Linked DNA regions of Mus musculus: region 2 is linked to region 1. Evidence: chromatin contacts called from public HiChIP or PLAC-seq data. All regions are on one chromosome and are shown on one strand. The core of a region is the stretch at or near the end of the contact, and the rest is flanking DNA. Distances in the headings are between cores, read along the strand shown.

The links. HiChIP or PLAC-seq counts read pairs in DNA pulled down with a chosen protein or histone mark.
Region 2: an H3K27ac HiChIP or PLAC-seq map of T-cell acute lymphoblastic leukemia shows a contact between it and region 1, with 2.7 times the contacts expected there. The contact joins two enhancer-like sites. A contact is called at or near these places in 1 of 39 promoter capture datasets (hippocampal neurons), 2 of 15 datasets of contacts at CTCF or cohesin (large pre-B cells and pro-B cells), 11 of 484 Hi-C or Micro-C datasets (bone marrow-derived macrophages, differentiating embryonic stem cells, embryonic fibroblasts and 5 more), 12 of 115 datasets of contacts at active chromatin or transcription factors (the 230-238 cell line, T-cell acute lymphoblastic leukemia, bone marrow-derived dendritic cells and 9 more) and 1 of 9 other capture datasets (embryonic stem cells).

What each region holds. Positions count from the first base shown.
Region 1 is chr3:130,807,864-130,811,491 of GRCm38.p6, reverse strand. No RefSeq gene overlaps it. Among named protein-coding and RNA genes, the nearest start is that of Gm36443, 5.7 kb to the right of the region's middle. Within about 2 kb of position 1,656, at least 44 of the 459 cell types and tissues checked have an H3K27ac peak or open chromatin away from gene starts, as enhancers often do. A contact at or near this core is called in the 230-238 cell line, T-cell acute lymphoblastic leukemia and pro-B cells, where this site is marked.
Region 2 is chr3:131,207,096-131,210,723 of GRCm38.p6, reverse strand. All of the region lies in intron 11 of Lef1 (lymphoid enhancer binding factor 1), which reads right to left. Among named protein-coding and RNA genes, the nearest start is that of Hadh, 63 kb to the left of the region's middle. Within about 2 kb of position 1,578, at least 77 of the 459 cell types and tissues checked have an H3K27ac peak or open chromatin away from gene starts, as enhancers often do. A contact at or near this core is called in the 230-238 cell line, T-cell acute lymphoblastic leukemia and pro-B cells, where this site is marked.

The DNA of each region.
Region 1 (3,628 bases), core at 407-2,906:
ACTTAAAACATAATAAAAATGTATTTCTATATAAGTGAGACAGTTTTATATTTCTGGTGTCAGGGTGCAGTCTTACAAACTGTCAATTTTAAATAGAGTTAATTTCTGCACTGGGGATGGGGGCACACATCTTTAATTCCAGTACTTGGGAGGCAGATTTTTGAGTTCACAGCCAGCCTGGTCTACAGAATGAATTCTAGGACAGCTATAACTACATAGATAAACCATGTTTCAAAAAGCAAACAAACAAATTTCTGAACAGCTCAAAAACTTCAGGCATCACTGCCCTGGGGCAATTTGTTTTCTTCTCCAGCGCGTCTTTTTCTTGTTGTTATCCAAGTATCTCTTGTTATCCACATTATCCCCAGCACACGCACCAAGCCTTTCTCCCGTCGTCCCCATAACATCAGCAGACTGACTTCCCAGTCCCAGCGGCAGCTGCTGTTGCTGCTCTTACAGCCAACGTCTGAGGCTGTGGTAATCACGAGTGAGTTTTGATTGTCATATAATCTTTATTTGGAGCAAAAACCAATGACGACTCTGGCTGAAATAGCAAAATTCAACAAAGCAGGTGGATTAAACCAGGTATCATGTGGATGCTTCCTCCTACAGTTAGGGATTGGTGTCTCTGGTCAGAACACTCTTACTCTGAAGGTTGGTGGTTGTGGTACTAGATCCTCATAGAGCAGAGATAGGCCATAACTGCCAGTCCTTATAGGAGGCAGTAAGCCAACCGTGAGGGCTATACTCTTTTGATGGCTGCCTCCCAGAAAGCCCCCTCCCCTGGAATGCACTGGGAGTAGGGCTTCAAACTAAAACCCTCAGGTGTGATGTGAAAGTCTCATGTGTTCTGTCTGGGATGGCATTTCGCGTTCTCATCTCCTACCCTGAGCCATGATTCATTTTCTGCAAGCCCCTTCCCTCTCATGCCCACATGTCGTCCTCCAAGTCAAGGTCCATGGCAAGATTCAGTGCTGACTCCTCCTTCACGCCTCACTGCTGCCATGGCAACATGATCTCCCCTAACTCCACACCATTCAGAAAGATGCCGCAGCTCCAGGGCAGATGTCCTCTTCAAACCTGACCAGAGCAAGCACAGAGGGCTCTCCCCCAGGAGACTCGGTTACTTTACGGATATTTGTGACTTTGCTGAGCCACATAAAGTTGTTTAAATGCCTATATTCATCCGATGGAACAAAAATAAATGGTGGTTAGATTCATTTTCCATTCCGCTTTTAGCAGCAGGTACTTATCTCCTTCCTCCATCAGGAAGGAAGTATGTGGGTGTCCCATGATTTCATGGGCTGTTGAGCAGTCTGAAATGGCCAGAGTTTGAAAGAACTCACTCTCATGGACCTGAGAATGTCTTCAGGCGGCCTCCAGAACGTCTCACTTTGGGTGACTAGTGGCCACTTCTACAAAGTCTCTCCACTCGGTGTTCCTGCCTTCAAGCAATCAGCGTACCGAAGTCAGCGGCACCTGTTTGACCTGGGCCTTCATAATTCTGGGCACTTGTGCTATGCAAACTATGAAGGGCTGCTGTCAGCTGCACAGATCCCACCTGTCTGTCTTCGAACAAGGTCACCCATGTGTACTGCAAGGGCCACTTTTCCCCTGTATGCAGTGAGGCAAGACAAAAAAAAAATTACCCAAAAGGAACCACAGACTCGGGCTCAGCTTAGATGACTCTTCTAAGAGGGATGGGGGGAGGGGAGCCTTACTACTTCGTGTTCCCTCGCTTGTTAATTGAAAAACTTGGCTTAGATCTGCAACCCCAGTACTGAGGGCACATGCAGAGGATGAAGGCTCAGGCGCAGGCCTGGGAGTCCTGTCTGAGGTAAAGCATGGAAACAGTATATCTACAGAGACCAGAAGCCATTTTTAAAATTTATTTTATGTATGTGAGTACACTGTAGCTGTCTTCAGACACACCAGAAGAGGGCATCAGATCCCATTACAGATGGTTGTGAGCCACCATTTGGTTGCTGGGAATTGAACTCAGGACCTCTGGAAAAGAGGTCAGTGCTCTTAACCGCTGAGCCATCTCTCCAGCTCTGTCACTGGAAGCATTTGAGACAGAAAGTCAGATGCTGGAGTTCTTAGTCAGATGCACATGATGGAAGCACACACATGAGCTCTCTGAGTTATCTCCATGCCTTTGATGGCAATTTAGAAAACAACACACCAATCAATCTGAGACTTCAGACAAGGGTCTCCCAGTCCAGGGGTCACAAAATGTTTCACCCAGGACTTTAGTAAGGTTCTGGTAGCCTAGCCACAACTAACCTTAGGTTTGGTATTTTGCATTTTCTGGATATGAAGGGATTGTTAGCCTCGGAGTAGCTGTGGCTATCTGCACAATTTCAAAGTAACCAGTCATCACTCCAGCATAAGGCGAGAAGGAGCTCACAGTCCCTACCCCTAGCATTGACGAGCTATTGATAGTTGATGGTTACTAGGGAAAAGAGAGTCATATTTCATTAAGGGTGCATCCCTTGGTAGGTCAGCCATTCTTGGGTGGGTAGCACTGCACCCTAGAGTACAAGGGTGAACTCCTACACAAACTGAATTCTTTGGGTGGTGTTGCTTTGTTTTGTTTTTTTAAGAAAATAAAAGAACAGTCAGGCACACACCTTTAATCTCAGCACTTGGGAGGCAGAGGCAAGTGAGTATTTGTGAGTTCGAGGCCAGCCTGGTCTACATGGTGAGTTCTAGAATAGCTAGAAAAAAGATACACTTTCTCTGAAGTAGAAGAAGGAAGAGGAGGAGGAGGAAGAAGAGGAGGAGGAAGAGGACATAAAGTTTGAAAAGGGGAATAAGGGGTATATCTAGGAGGACTTAGGGAGAAGAGCAGAGATGAATATGATCAAAATACACGCATATATGTATGTATTATGAAATTATCAAAGGTTTAATAAAAATACATTTTAAAATAAACAGAAACACACCCTTATTTTTCCACATGAATTTGTGATTTTAAAGGCACACACACTGCATCACTTTTCTCCCTTTGACATTTTCTCCACCCAGTTGGTATGGAGGAAGTAACTAGGTAACCTACCATCTTCCTCTGTGCTCTTCTGTAGCCCTGAGTTCTAAGGAGGCGGCTTTAGCCTCCTGTGAAGCAGAAGCCTTGTAGGGCCCCTTGAGAGATACCATCCAGGAGGCTCACATACACAGATTTGTAAGGGAAGAAAGAGAGCCAAGCATTAAATGAGAACAGTGATATTTGATAAAGCCCATTGCTCTGATATCACACTTCCAGGAGAGAGTTACCCTCACCTTAGACCAGTCTTACATCCTAGCTCTTCTAGTCAGTAACACCTGGTGTACCCCAGGCTGGTCTCAAATTCCCTATATGTTGCTGCTTTCCCAAAGGCCACATCAGCACCAGGGACCCCAGGTAAGACCCCACCTTATTCCCTATGTCTGCCAAGTCCCCTTACGGCACACCTAACAGACGTAACTGCACCCCATCACTTGGGCCCTATATTCTGGCCACCAACATTGGCAGAAGACCTGTGCTTTCCTGGAGGCCACACCTGTTCTAGGAACCCCAGAGGCAACATCAGCACCCAAACCCCCAGAGGTCATGCTGGCCACAAAAAATACAATAAAAATAAACAAA
Region 2 (3,628 bases), core at 329-2,828, 400 kb before region 1:
AAAACAACCCTGAGATTCCACCTCACACCAGTCAGAATGGCTAAGATCAAAAATTCAGGTGACAGCAGATGCTGGCGAGGATGTGGAGAAAGAGGAACACTCCTCCATTGTTGGTGGGAGTGCAGGCTTGTACAACCACTCTGGAAATCAGTCTGGCGGTTCCTCAGAAAACTGGACATAGTACTACCGGAGGATCCAGCAATACCTCTCCTGGGCATATATCCAGAAGATGCCCCAACAGGTAAGAAGGACACATGCTCCACTATGTTCATAGCAGCCTTATTTATAATAGCCAGAAGCTGGAAAGAACCTAGATGCCCCTCAACAGAGGAATGGATACAGAAAATGTGGTACATCTACACAATGGAGTACTACTCAGCTATTAAAAAGAATGAATTTATGAAATTCCTAGCCAAATGGATGGACCTGGAGGGCATCATCCTGAGTGAGGTAACACATTCACAAAGAAACTCACACAATATGTATTCACTGATAAGTGGATATTAGCCCCAAACCTAGGATACCCAAGATATAAGATATAATTTGCTAAACACATGAAACTCAAGGAGAATGAAGACTGAAGTGTGGACACTATGCCCCTCCTTAGATTTGGGAACAAAACACCCATGGAAGGAGTTACAGAGACGGAGTTTGGAGCTGAGATGAAAGGATGGACCATGTAGAGACTGCCATAGCCAGGGATCCACCCCATAATCAGCATCCAAACGCTGACACCATTGCATACACTAGCAAGATTTTATTGAAAGGACTCAGATGTAGCTGTCTCTTGTGAGACTATGCCGGGGCCCAGCAAACACAGAAGTGGATGCTCACAGTCAGCTAATGGATGGATCATAGGGCTCCCAATGGAGGAGCTAGAGAAAGTAGCCAAGGAGCTAAAGGGATCTGCAACCCTATAGGTGGAACAACATTATGAGCTAACCAGTACCCCGGAGCTCTTGACTCTAGCTGCATATATATCAAAAGATGGCCTAGTCGGCCATCACTGGAAAGAGAGGCCCATTGGACTTGCAAACTTTATATGCCCCAGTACAGGGGAATACCAGGGCCAAAAAGGGGGAGTGGGTGGGCAGGGGAGTGGGGGTGGGTGGATATGGGGGACTTTTGGTATAGCATTGGAAATGTAAATGAGTTAAATACCTAATAAAAAATGGAAAAAAAAAAAAAAAGAAAAAGAAAAAAAGAAGGAAAGAAGGAAAGAAGGAAGGAAGGAAGGAAAGGAAGGAAGGAAGGAAGGAAGGAAGAGAGAGAGAGAGAGAAAGAAAGAAAGAAAGAAAGAAAGAAAGGAAGGAAGGAAGGAAGGAAGGAAGGAAGGAAGGAAGAAAGAGAGAGAGAGAAAGAAAAAGAAAGATCGATCCTGAAAATTCAGGGGAACTCCTAGGAAAAAAACAAAGTGGAGGAGCTCCAGGCCAGAGGGTTGAGGTGGGAGGGTGGGTACCACTGAGCAGGCTGGGTGTGAACTGGAGTGTGAAGCCCCTGAATGTATGACTGTAAGATACCTATGAGGTTTCCCTGGAGGCAGAGCCTCTGCCCGCACCCTGCCCAGGCCTTGGTGGGTACACAGACTGGGCATTGCCCTCTCAGGACTGAAAGACGGCTGGGGTGATTTCACCTCTCTTTAGAGCGGTGCTTCTCAACCTTGCTGATGCTGTGGCCCTTGAATACAGTTCCCTCACACTGTGGTGACCCCCACCCATAAAATTATTTCCACCGCTACTTCCTAACTGTAGTTTTGCTCCTGTTGTGAATGGTAGCGTAAATATTTTTGGAGACAGAGGTTTGCCAAAGGGGCCGTGACCCACAGGTTGAGAACCGCGGCTCTACAAAGCGAGTAGGTTCTAATCAAGTGCTCCATCTGTCTGTCCTGGGCTTGCTTCTGAGGTGAGATCGGCTCAGGCAAGACAGGACCTTCCTACACCATGGGAGAAACCAAACCCACGTAATCAGTAGTAGTTCTGAGTACTTGTGGGCGCCAGAAAACCACTCTGGGGAGGGGAAGAGGCCTCGGAGGGGATCTGCACAGGAAGTGAAGAACCACACAGGCAATTGACTGTCACACAGAAGCAGTCTGGGCGGTGGCACGTTAGGGAAGGGAGACAAAAGGGTCCCTGTGGCAGCACCACGAGGCGGTGCAGATCAGAAGTTAGATGAATTAATTAGAGGCCCCGGTTTCTCTCCCTACTCTCTCACCCCATGCAGACCCAAGACCAGAGACTGTGAGACCTGGGTAGACCAGTCCTGGGGCTCTCTGCTGCAGCTCTTCCAGAAGGGACTACAGATGACTGTCACAGGGCCCTCCTCCATGGCAGAGTACTTTCTTGAGGTCTTGAGGGCCAAGAACCTTTTTTTGGGGGGTGGGGGTGGGGCGGGTTAGAGTCAGGGTTTCTCTGTGTAGCCCTGGCTGTTCTGAAACTCACTCTGTAGTCCAGGCTGACCTGCCTCTGCCTCCCAAGTGCTGGTATTAAAGGCGTGCATACTACTGCTGGCTGCCAAGAATCTTTTATTTTTATTGCAGCATTAGATTTCTTGGCAAGACTCCTTTGTCAAACACCCTCCAGTGGCACAGGTAGCACATGACAGTGGGGTCCCTCTCTGTCCCATTCGATGCAGCATCTCCAGGTCTTAATAAGCACTAGTGGCTGGCAAGCCCCGGTGCAGGAGTTCTTACAGCAAAGGAAGAAGAGAGGTGTGGAAAGCAAGCATTCTGTCATCACTAATTCACTGGACTCTTTCTGGATGGCCGCCTGGGTTCCTCTATGCTCTGCACATATCTCGTAACTCCCAGGTTTTCTCTGCACAAGACTGTGGTGGTGGTGGTGGTGGTGTGTGAGTGGTGACTTCAAAGACCATGTGGCCCATCCAGGAAACGAGAGAGAGAGAGAGAGAGAGAGAGAGAGAGAGAGAGAGAGAGAGAGAGAGAGAGGGGGGGGGGGGGCACGATACTAGTGGCTTTAAGCAGTAAGTGCAGCAAGCCAGGCTTCACCCAGCAGCTGGGGACTCGAGGACAATGGGGGGGGCAACAGCTGGGGGCTCGAGGACAATGGGGGACAGCGACTGGGGGCTCAAGGACAATGGGGGACAGCAGCCAGGGGCTCAAGAACAATGGGGGGAGCAGCAGCTGGGGGCTCTAGGGCAATGGGGGGCAGCAGCTGGGGGCTCAAGGAGAATTGGGGGACAGGGGAAGGTTTTGTTTTGTTGTAGTATATTCAAAGAAGACTCCTTAACCTTCAGGAAAAAAAAATTAGTGGCGAGAATCTCAAAGATTTCTGTGACTTATTAAAGAAACAGGCAGCTGAAGTGCATTTTAAGACAAAAAAATAAGCAGATTTTACATCAAACATTTTGTATCAAACTCAGCTTTTATATCAAATATATCAAGTATATAATATATACATACATACATATGAAATCATGATTACATATATAATCATGAAAGGTATTAAATCAAGTTCCAACTCTTAAGTACTGCAGTGCATTTCACACGAAATAGGTAGCTCTAAAACTGTTGAAGCAAAAGCTGCATTTAGTCCATGACTGAGAGCTGGCCCTGGGCACACTGTACTTCCGAGGGCCTTCTCCGTCATGGCTGGACATGCAAAGGTGGGGT